Regions from separate parts of the Gossypium hirsutum genome. Here region 2 is linked to region 1. A link is a contact called in public Hi-C data. All regions are on one chromosome and are shown on one strand. The core of a region is the stretch at or near the end of the contact, and the rest is flanking DNA. Distances in the headings are between cores, read along the strand shown. Region 1 holds the start of LOC107949724 (28 kDa ribonucleoprotein, chloroplastic). Region 2 holds the start of LOC107949711 (MA3 DOMAIN-CONTAINING TRANSLATION REGULATORY FACTOR 1).

The links. Hi-C and Micro-C count contacts between places; a contact is called where the count stands out from the background.
Region 2: a Hi-C map of leaf shows a contact between it and region 1, with 3 times the contacts expected there. The contact joins the promoter of LOC107949711 here to the promoter of LOC107949724 in region 1. A contact is called at or near these places in 4 of 34 Hi-C or Micro-C datasets (hypocotyl and leaf).

The regions. Positions count from the first base shown.
Region 1 is chrD03:41,034,601-41,038,692 of Gossypium_hirsutum_v2.1, forward strand. It overlaps LOC107949724 (28 kDa ribonucleoprotein, chloroplastic), which reads left to right and starts at 2,641. Exons shown (of 4, transcript XM_016884468.2): 1 at 2,641-3,455; 2 at 3,544-3,645; 3 at 3,815-4,092. The coding sequence starts at 2,946. It overlaps LOC107949726 (probable galactinol--sucrose galactosyltransferase 2), which reads left to right. Exons shown (of 13, transcript XM_016884474.2): 13 at 1-497. The coding sequence ends at 267.
Region 2 is chrD03:41,335,974-41,340,638 of Gossypium_hirsutum_v2.1, forward strand. LOC107949711 (MA3 DOMAIN-CONTAINING TRANSLATION REGULATORY FACTOR 1) reads left to right here and starts at 3,294. Exons shown (of 4, transcript XM_016884455.2): 1 at 3,294-3,641; 2 at 4,325-4,586. The coding sequence starts at 4,349.

The sequences.
Region 1 (4,092 bases), core at 1,391-3,890:
CTTCGGTTTGCTCCTATCGGATTACTCGACATGTACAATTCAGGAGGTGCAGTTGAAGCTATGGACTCCGAAAACAAATCATCAGAATGTAAGATAAAGGTGAGAATCCGAGGGTGTGGACGGTTCGGAGCATATTCAAATAAGAGACCAAAATGTTGCAGCATGAACGAGAAAGATGAGGAGTTCATATACAATCCCATAGATGGACTAGTGACAGTGAAGGTTGAAGGTGAGTACAGCTCAAGAGAAATGGTTTTTGTTTATTGAGACGAGGTTGTATGGGGAATTTTGAATGAAAAGAAAATGTGGGTTTAGTTAGATTTTACAGTGCATGAAGTTTTCCCTATTATTATGTAAGCTTTGCCAATGAAATATTAGTGTTATATATATATATATGTTGGTGTTGGTGTTGGTGTTGGTGTTGGTGTTGGTGTTGAAGTGAGGTATTATTGATGTAATGTGTGGTACTGGTAATGGAAGAAATTGAAGTTGTTTTCCTTAGCATTCTTAGTACTACTTAAACTCATCTAATATAATAACAATGGATTTTTTTTTTATCTTGGAAAAACAAAAAAGGCATAACAGCAGACCACAATTTGGTTCTCAATCAAAGTAACATTCTTTGGACATCTCAAGTTTCTTGTTTCTCAATTTTATAATTTAAATTTAGTGTATTTTTGGTAATATATTATTTTAGTAATTTTTTAATAAATTTAGTCTAATCCATATTGCTATTTTAACACTTAATAAAAAATCAAAATAATAAAAAAACTTGATAAAATTTTTAAAAATTATCTATTACAAATCCTATCCCTTAAAAAAAATTTAGGACACGTTCGGTTTGCTCTAATGGAATAGAGGCGTAATGAAATAGATGCGTAATAGCAATTCAATTGTTTGGTTGAATGTAATGGAATAGAGGTGGAATATTATTCTTGTGTTTGGTTGAATGGAATGGAGGTGTAATAGCATAAGAGAAAAAACTAAAATGACTAGAATACCCTTAGCAGAAATTTGTTTAGGTAAATGATTATTGTTATTGTTATTAAATTTTAATAAGATTATTAATATTAATAATAAATAATTTAATCATATTTTAACATAATTATTATTAAATATATTTTAATCAAAATATATAATTTAATAAAATTCTTAATAATCAATATTCTTATATGAATTTACTAAAATCATAATATATGATACTATAAAATATAATTTGAAATAATTATTATTAAATATATTTTAATTAAAATATATGGTTTAATAAAATTCTTAATAATCAATATTTTTATATGAATTTACTTAAATCATAATATATGATAGTATAAAATATAATTTGAAATAATTATTATTAAATATATTTTAATTAAAATATATGATTTAATAAAATTCTTAATAATCAATATTCTTATATGAATTTACTAAAATCATAATATATGATACTATAAAATATAATTTGAAATAATTATTATTAAATATATTTTAATTAAAATATATGATTTAATAAAATTTAAAATAATTATTACTAATAAATTTTCTTATATGAATTTGTATAATTTAAAATAATTATTATTAAATATAATTTAATAATAATATATAATTTCATAAAATTCTTGATAATAAATTTTCTTATATGAATTTATATAATTTAAAATAATTAATATTAAATATAATTTAATAATGATATATAATTTCATAAAATTCTTAATAATAAATATTCTTATATGAATTTACTAAAATCATAATATAACTTGAGAATTATATTCTGCATAAACATAATTAACTTATATTACCTTTCTCAACAACCAAACAAATAATTTCCAAATAAAAAAAAAGTAAATTCCAGCAAAGAAGAAGCACAGATTAAATCCTCAGACCCAGTTTAAGACTTTTTACCAGACTAACATGAACATAACAAACCAATCAAATAAAAATCAAACTTGTTCACTCATCTTGACTTTCCTTTCTCATCATCTAAACAAAAGCACAATAAATGAATTGCCAAAAAGAAACCCAAATTTTGTCTATCCTAGCTTCGGCAATGAAAAAAAATCATAACCAGCAAGAAACGAAATGCCGATTTACCAAGAAACTAATGAATTGAAACAACCGCACCAAAAACTAATCGTATTTATAAAAAAAATTGCAATAACACCCATTAAAAATGCATGCAAAGAGGAAAGAAATAGAGATTACTCACTTGCCGCTTCAAAGCGTCCGGAGATCTGAGACCGTAGAGTCGGCGAAGGATGCCAAGATGAAAGTCGGGAGCGGCTGGAGGTTTGGTTCGCTGGCAGCTTCTGTTGATGTTGGGAGGGAAAGGATGGGGTGGAGATTGATTTCGGCTTGGGAGGGTAAAACAGAGACCGATCAGCTAATCTTTGCTTTTGAAAAGAATTACAAATCGGCGCTGAAGCAGAGAAAATGAAGAATACATCCGTAATGTAATAGGTCCGTATTAGGGCAATACAGCGAACCAAACACAGTATTGAGTGAGGCCACGAAATAGGGGTGTAATAGCTAATCCATTACACGCAACTAAACATGGTGTTAACATTTAAGAATTTCCTTTGAAATGCCTGAGCAATTATAATCTTATGATTCTTAAATATAAATGTATATTTTATAAATGTTTACTTTCACTCTTTCATGGGAATATAGGCTGGGACAAGTAGGGGCATGGCCATAACAATTAAATAAAAGATTTACCTTTGATCTTCCAATATTGAATTTTGTTGTTGTTGTTGTTGGATATGATACAATTTAATGTATTATACGCAGAAGAGGCATATATTGGCCTCTTTTCAAAGAAAATATCTTTTTTGGTATAAACCTCCTCGTCCCCTCTCCTTTCTGCCTCCTATTATCCTTTCAGCCTCCTCTGCTCTTCTTAACCCCCCCCCCTCTCTCTCCTTTCTCTCCTTCGCAATTCTCCAACAACAGATATGTCTACTGTAATGAGACCTGTGTCTCTGGTTGACTCAACTTGCCTTGTTTCTTTGCCTTCACTCTTCACCACTTCTTCCAAGCTTCCATCTCTTCTCTCACTTCCTTCAAAGCCCATCAACCTTGTCCTCTTATCTTCCTCCACTCAGCCAACCTTATCCTCCCTCAAAACAAAAACCCATTTCCCTTCCCTCGTTGCCTTTTTGGCCCAGACGTCAGATTGGGCTCAACAAGAGGAGGAAAACGACACCACCCTAACCATTGATGACCAAGGAACTGAAAGTGAAGGAGGGGAATCAACATGGGAAAATGAGGAGAGTGATGGGGCTGAAGCAAGTTTGTCTGATTGGGAACCTCAAGGTGAGGTTACTGGTAGTGGTTCAGAAGAAGAGGATGCTTCCGAACCTTCTGAGGAAGCTAAATTGTTCGTTGGGAATCTGCCTTATGATGTTGATAGTCAAAGCTTGGCTATGCTTTTTGAGAAAGCTGGAACTGTGGAAATTGCTGAGGTTAAATGACCCAAGTTTTCTTCTTTGAAAAACTGTTTGAAATTCGTGTGTTTAGGGTTGAAATTTTGTTTGTTTTCTAGGTTTGCAGGTTATTTACAATAGGGATACTGAGCTAAGCCGTGGGTTTGGCTTCATAACTATGAGTTCAGTTGAGGAAGCTGAGAAGGCTGCTGAAACATTTAATGGTTATGTAAGCCTTTTCTTTTGCTCAAAATTTCCTACTTAATCGCTTTCTATGTCAATCCAAATTCTTTGGCAAGAATATGAGATGCTTGGCATATAATGATCTCAATTGTGCATTAATGTGCTATGAAGTTTGTATTAGGTGCTTGTGTTTAGCCATTCTTGCTTTTAAACAGGATCTCAATGGAAGGCTCTTGACCGTAAATAAGGCCTCTCCTAGAGGATCACGTATCGACCAATCCCCTCGTGTTTATGAACAAGCTTTTAGAGTCTATGCGGGTAACCTTCCATGGGGTGTGGATAATACTCGATTGGAACAAATTTTCAGTGAACATGGTAAAGTATTGGAGGCTCGTGTAGTCTATGACAGGGAGACCGGCCGTTCGCGCGGTTTCGGTTTTGTGACTATGTCCTCGGAGACTGAACTGAATGATGCCATTGCTGCTCTCGATGG
Region 2 (4,665 bases), core at 2,044-4,543, 300 kb after region 1:
GGGTCGGCCATTTTTAGCTACATCTAGATTGACCATTGATCTCAAAAAGAAAGAATTAATAATGAAGATCAATGGCGACATAAAAGTATTCAAATGTGGCCATGATTGCCAAAATGTAGGATATAATGATAAAATAGGGGAGGGTTGTTATGTAATTTTCTTTAGCACTCCTAACGACCTTGGTCAAAAGTACATGTCTAGTTCGATGTGTGTAGGTAACAAAAGATCGAGGGAGCGCAACAAGTGGAAAGACCCCGGACATAAATTTGATTGTTGGACAGACCAATATAATTGCCAAATGAGCAAAATGGTGATACATGGAATGCTAGAGCTACCGAATGAGTCTGGTAGCCATACTTAAATTTGTCATAAAACTTTGAACATTATTGTAAACTTTTGTACATTTGAATTTTGATTTTATTTTGGACTTTAATTAGGTTAGGGCGTTTTAATTAGAGTAAGATTTAGGCCTTAGCAGTTAGAAGGAGTCTATTAGGGACCTATTTGAAATTAGGGATGAAACGGAAGAACCGTTGTAAACTCAAAATTATATAGGGTTTTCTATATATTTTTACTACCTTTTTACTGAATAAATGTGTTTATCACGAGCAATTATTATTGAAATAAGTGAATTTTACTTAATTAGTAATTTTAGACATGAATTTAGAAAGTATGTGAAATTATGCTTAATTACATTATTTTCATGCATATTTTATATTAATTCATGTTAATTTATTAATGTATGCATTTTTCATAGAAACTTTGTAAATATTTATATTAAATATTTACGGACTCGATTCATAGAAACAAGATCCCGATACTTTATTTTCCAAAACCACTTGACTTTAAGAATAACCTACTTGTACCTAACTAATTATCCACTTAAATAAAATTATTAAATAAAAATTATTAAATAATAATATTTTTGTACTCACTCGTCAAAATTATGATTCCGAAACTACTATTTCTGACACTATTAAAAAACGGGCTATTACAATTAATTTAAATTATTTGCACTTTTCTTTTTTGCATAAGTGACAAAGTTGGAATTCTTGGCAAGTTTCTCCTTCTTTTTCTTCGTATTTCCCTTGTGGATATGATCAGTCCCTAATTTCTTTCCAATCTAAGTATTATCCCCTAAATCATTCCCTCACTGATTACCGATAAGGACACTAAACCTGGAACTGCCACCATTATCGCCTTGATTATTGTTTCCCTCATCACTCGTGCTCTGTCCCATCTATCGTTGCCAGTGTTCAACCAACAATCACAACCCATAGTTTTCCTCTTCAACCTTCCATTGGATTTCATAGGCTTTCGATGGTAACGAATTATGAGATCCCTCATCCAGTGGTTGTGCATTCTACAATTTGGGACATGAATAATTGCTATGCCCATAAAGTCCACACCCAAAACAAACATTGGGTAATGATTCGTACTCAATCCTTTGCATTTCCTATTAATCTTTGATATCAGTGGCTTCCGAAGATCTAAACAGATAGTCAATCGAGCGAAACGACCTCTCTTGGCATTATCGGTGTTTTCATCAATCTTCAAGACCGGTCCAATTGTTTGGCCAATTGCATTAAGAAGAAATTTAGAATAATAGCCTTCTGGTAGGCTAGGAAATTGGACCCAAACAACTTGAGTGTCCACTTTAGTCTAAATCATCGAGAAGGTCAATGACCATGGGCGAACAATTAGATATTGTCCGAGAATCACCCATGGACCACTAGTTAGCACTTTGTTTGCATCCTCTTCATCACTGAATCACATTAGGTAAAAATCATTCTCCAAATCCATAAGTTGAAAAGAATGATTAAAATTCCATAGAGTAGTGATTTTGTTTAACAGGGCGTTGAAAGCAATCCATTACCCTAAAAGTTTAACAACTATAATACGTGCCATTTTCCTCTCGATGAACTTATGGACTCTTTCCGAGAAAGTGATCGACGAGATCCCATCCACCAGTTTTGTCATCACATCTCATTCATGCAGTTCAAAATCCTCTCCCTTCGCTGATGAAGCAATAACAGATTGAGAGCCTTTTTGGACACAACAAGCTCCGGTATTTTCCTGCCATTTTTGTCAACTGTTGGGCCATCTGAATCCAATGGTAAATCTAGTTGACGTCTCCCCTTTTTAGTAGCATGACCAATACCAAAATTCGAAGACGCGGGATTGGCCTTGACCACAAACTCTACCATAGACAAGGTTTCACTCATTTTCCCATAAGGTGATTTTTGCTTTATATAGGAATGAAACAATTATATAATTAAAATAATGAAGTGATTTTTTAATTGAATGATTATTTATTATCGTAGCCAGTTATTAAAATTTAAAAGTTTCAAATACTTTTATTGAGTTAATTCAACTAAATATCTTAAATTATGACTTTTATTTTAAACTTTAACATATTTTAATTACATCTTTAAACTAACGATGTTATATTAATAAAGTCCTTTAGTCCTTTTATTATTAAAATTGTTAATTTAACTATTAAATGAGATGTTAGATTTTATATGACATAATTTAAAATGAACAATTTAAAGAAAAATGGATATTGTAAAAATATTGATTTTGATGTTTTTAAAGCTTTTGCAAAAATTATTGCTCACTCTTCCTTTTTTAGTTTTACTTTATTTTTAATTTTTAATTTTAAAAGTTATGCAACAACATTTTACTTTTCTTTAAAATTTTGATTTAAAATTAAGTCAGTAAGATTTTACATGCCATTTAATGTAAATTAACAATTTCAATAATGGAAGGTCTTGATTAATATAACATCAATAATTTAGGATATAATTATAACATTTTGAAGTTTAGAGACCAATTTAAAATAAAAGTCATAATTTTGGGATGTTTTATGCAATTACCACAATGTTTTTTTTATATATAAATTTGATTTCATGTAATCTTTTTGATTGAGTTGGGCTTAATTTCTACATATAATTAGAATAAAAAAAGGAAATAGAGGAAAAATAAAAGTAATTATACCCGTAGATTTTTAGAAATATTTTAGAAGCGTGAAATAAGGGATGAGGGTGAATAAGAAATATATTATTTATTATATAATTTGGTTTTTATGTATTTTTCTAACAAAGTTAGTATCACGCGAAATTCAATGAAGAATTCATGTGTAATGATGCCTCTAGGTTGATTTAATTTAATTTAGTGATTATTTTATAATTTTTTGAAGTTAAGTGATTGTAATGTAAATTTAATAATAGTTGAATGATCTTGGCCGTACGTTACCCTAAAGTTTAAAATATGTAAAATTTTACTCAATGGTCAATACACACCGTTTTAAAGGATTGAAAAATCTAAAAGACTAGCAACCCTAAATGGCTAAATCCCTAACATTTTCTTCATTTCCAAGTTTTTGATTCTCCTTATTTCCCCCTCTTTTATATCAGTCTTTCACCACCAGCAGCGGCGGAAGCGGCGGAAGCGGCAACACCTCAGCTCAGGGTCCTCAGTCCTCACCACTACACCAGCGGCCTTCTTCTCCAAACCAGAACCAGATCACCGGTCGTCCCTTTTTACTCAATACTCACCGGAACCAGAACTTCCCTTTCTGTAATCAACAAAGGAAAGGGCTCTTGAATCTTGGTTTTCTTAGCCCCCCTCTTGAGTCGTAGGTAATGTTGTTCAACTCTTCTCTTTCTCTCTCTTTTTTTCTTATTGCTTTTGATGTTTCAGCTCTCTTGTTTTCAATCGAGTTTATGATGTGTTGAGCCTTTTCAACTCTTTTTGTTTCGGTTGGCTCGCGTCGTGTCCGTAATGGGTTTGAATGAACACGCTGAACCCCGGATTTATAGTTTGATAAAGTCCTGGATAAAAGACCCCAGTTCTATATTATAAAACTCTTGGTTTAATATATGTATATCTAGAATGCTGATACGGTAATTCATAAGCAATCAAAATTTAACATGACATTAGGTCTTTATGCTTTGAAGGAAGACAATAGCTTATTGTTTTGCTAGTGAGCTTTCAAATGCTTCAATGCCATAAATCAGCCTAACCAAGAGAGAGGAAAACGGAGTGCTTAATGAATGTATCAGTTATGGTTGTAATTGAACACTGTGTTTTTTCCCTTATTTATAGTCTATGAAATTTAATTGAATTTAACTGTTATTTCTTTGTTTCTTTTAATACCCTTTCACTGTTCATCGATCTTTCTTTCATTATTTGTTTCTTGGAATCGAATGTTGTTCTGGCTAAAACAGTGTAGTTCTTTTTTTGGTGAAAAAAACAGTGTAGCATAAGATAAAGTGATTTCTTTATTTTTTACTGTTAACTTTTTAGTTTTTCTTATTACAAGGCATCTAGAATTGGTGAAGAGTAAATGGCGTCAGGGGAGGGATTTCTTACAGATGAGCAAAGGGAAATGCTTAAAATAGCAAGTCAGAATGTGGAGACTGCTTTACCATCCCCAAGATTGTCCTCATCCCCAAAGTCCCCGACTTCTTTGCTTTCTGATCATCAATTAAAGGTTCCTGCTGGTGGCAAGGCGCCAACTGGTGGTATTGCAGTGAGACATGTCCGTCGGTCTCACTCAGGGAAATCCATTCGTGTAAAGAAGGGTGAGCCTTGATATTCTTTGAATTGTTCAAATCAATGCAATTTTTCTTCTTCTCACCTCTTTGGATATTTGGTTTGTAA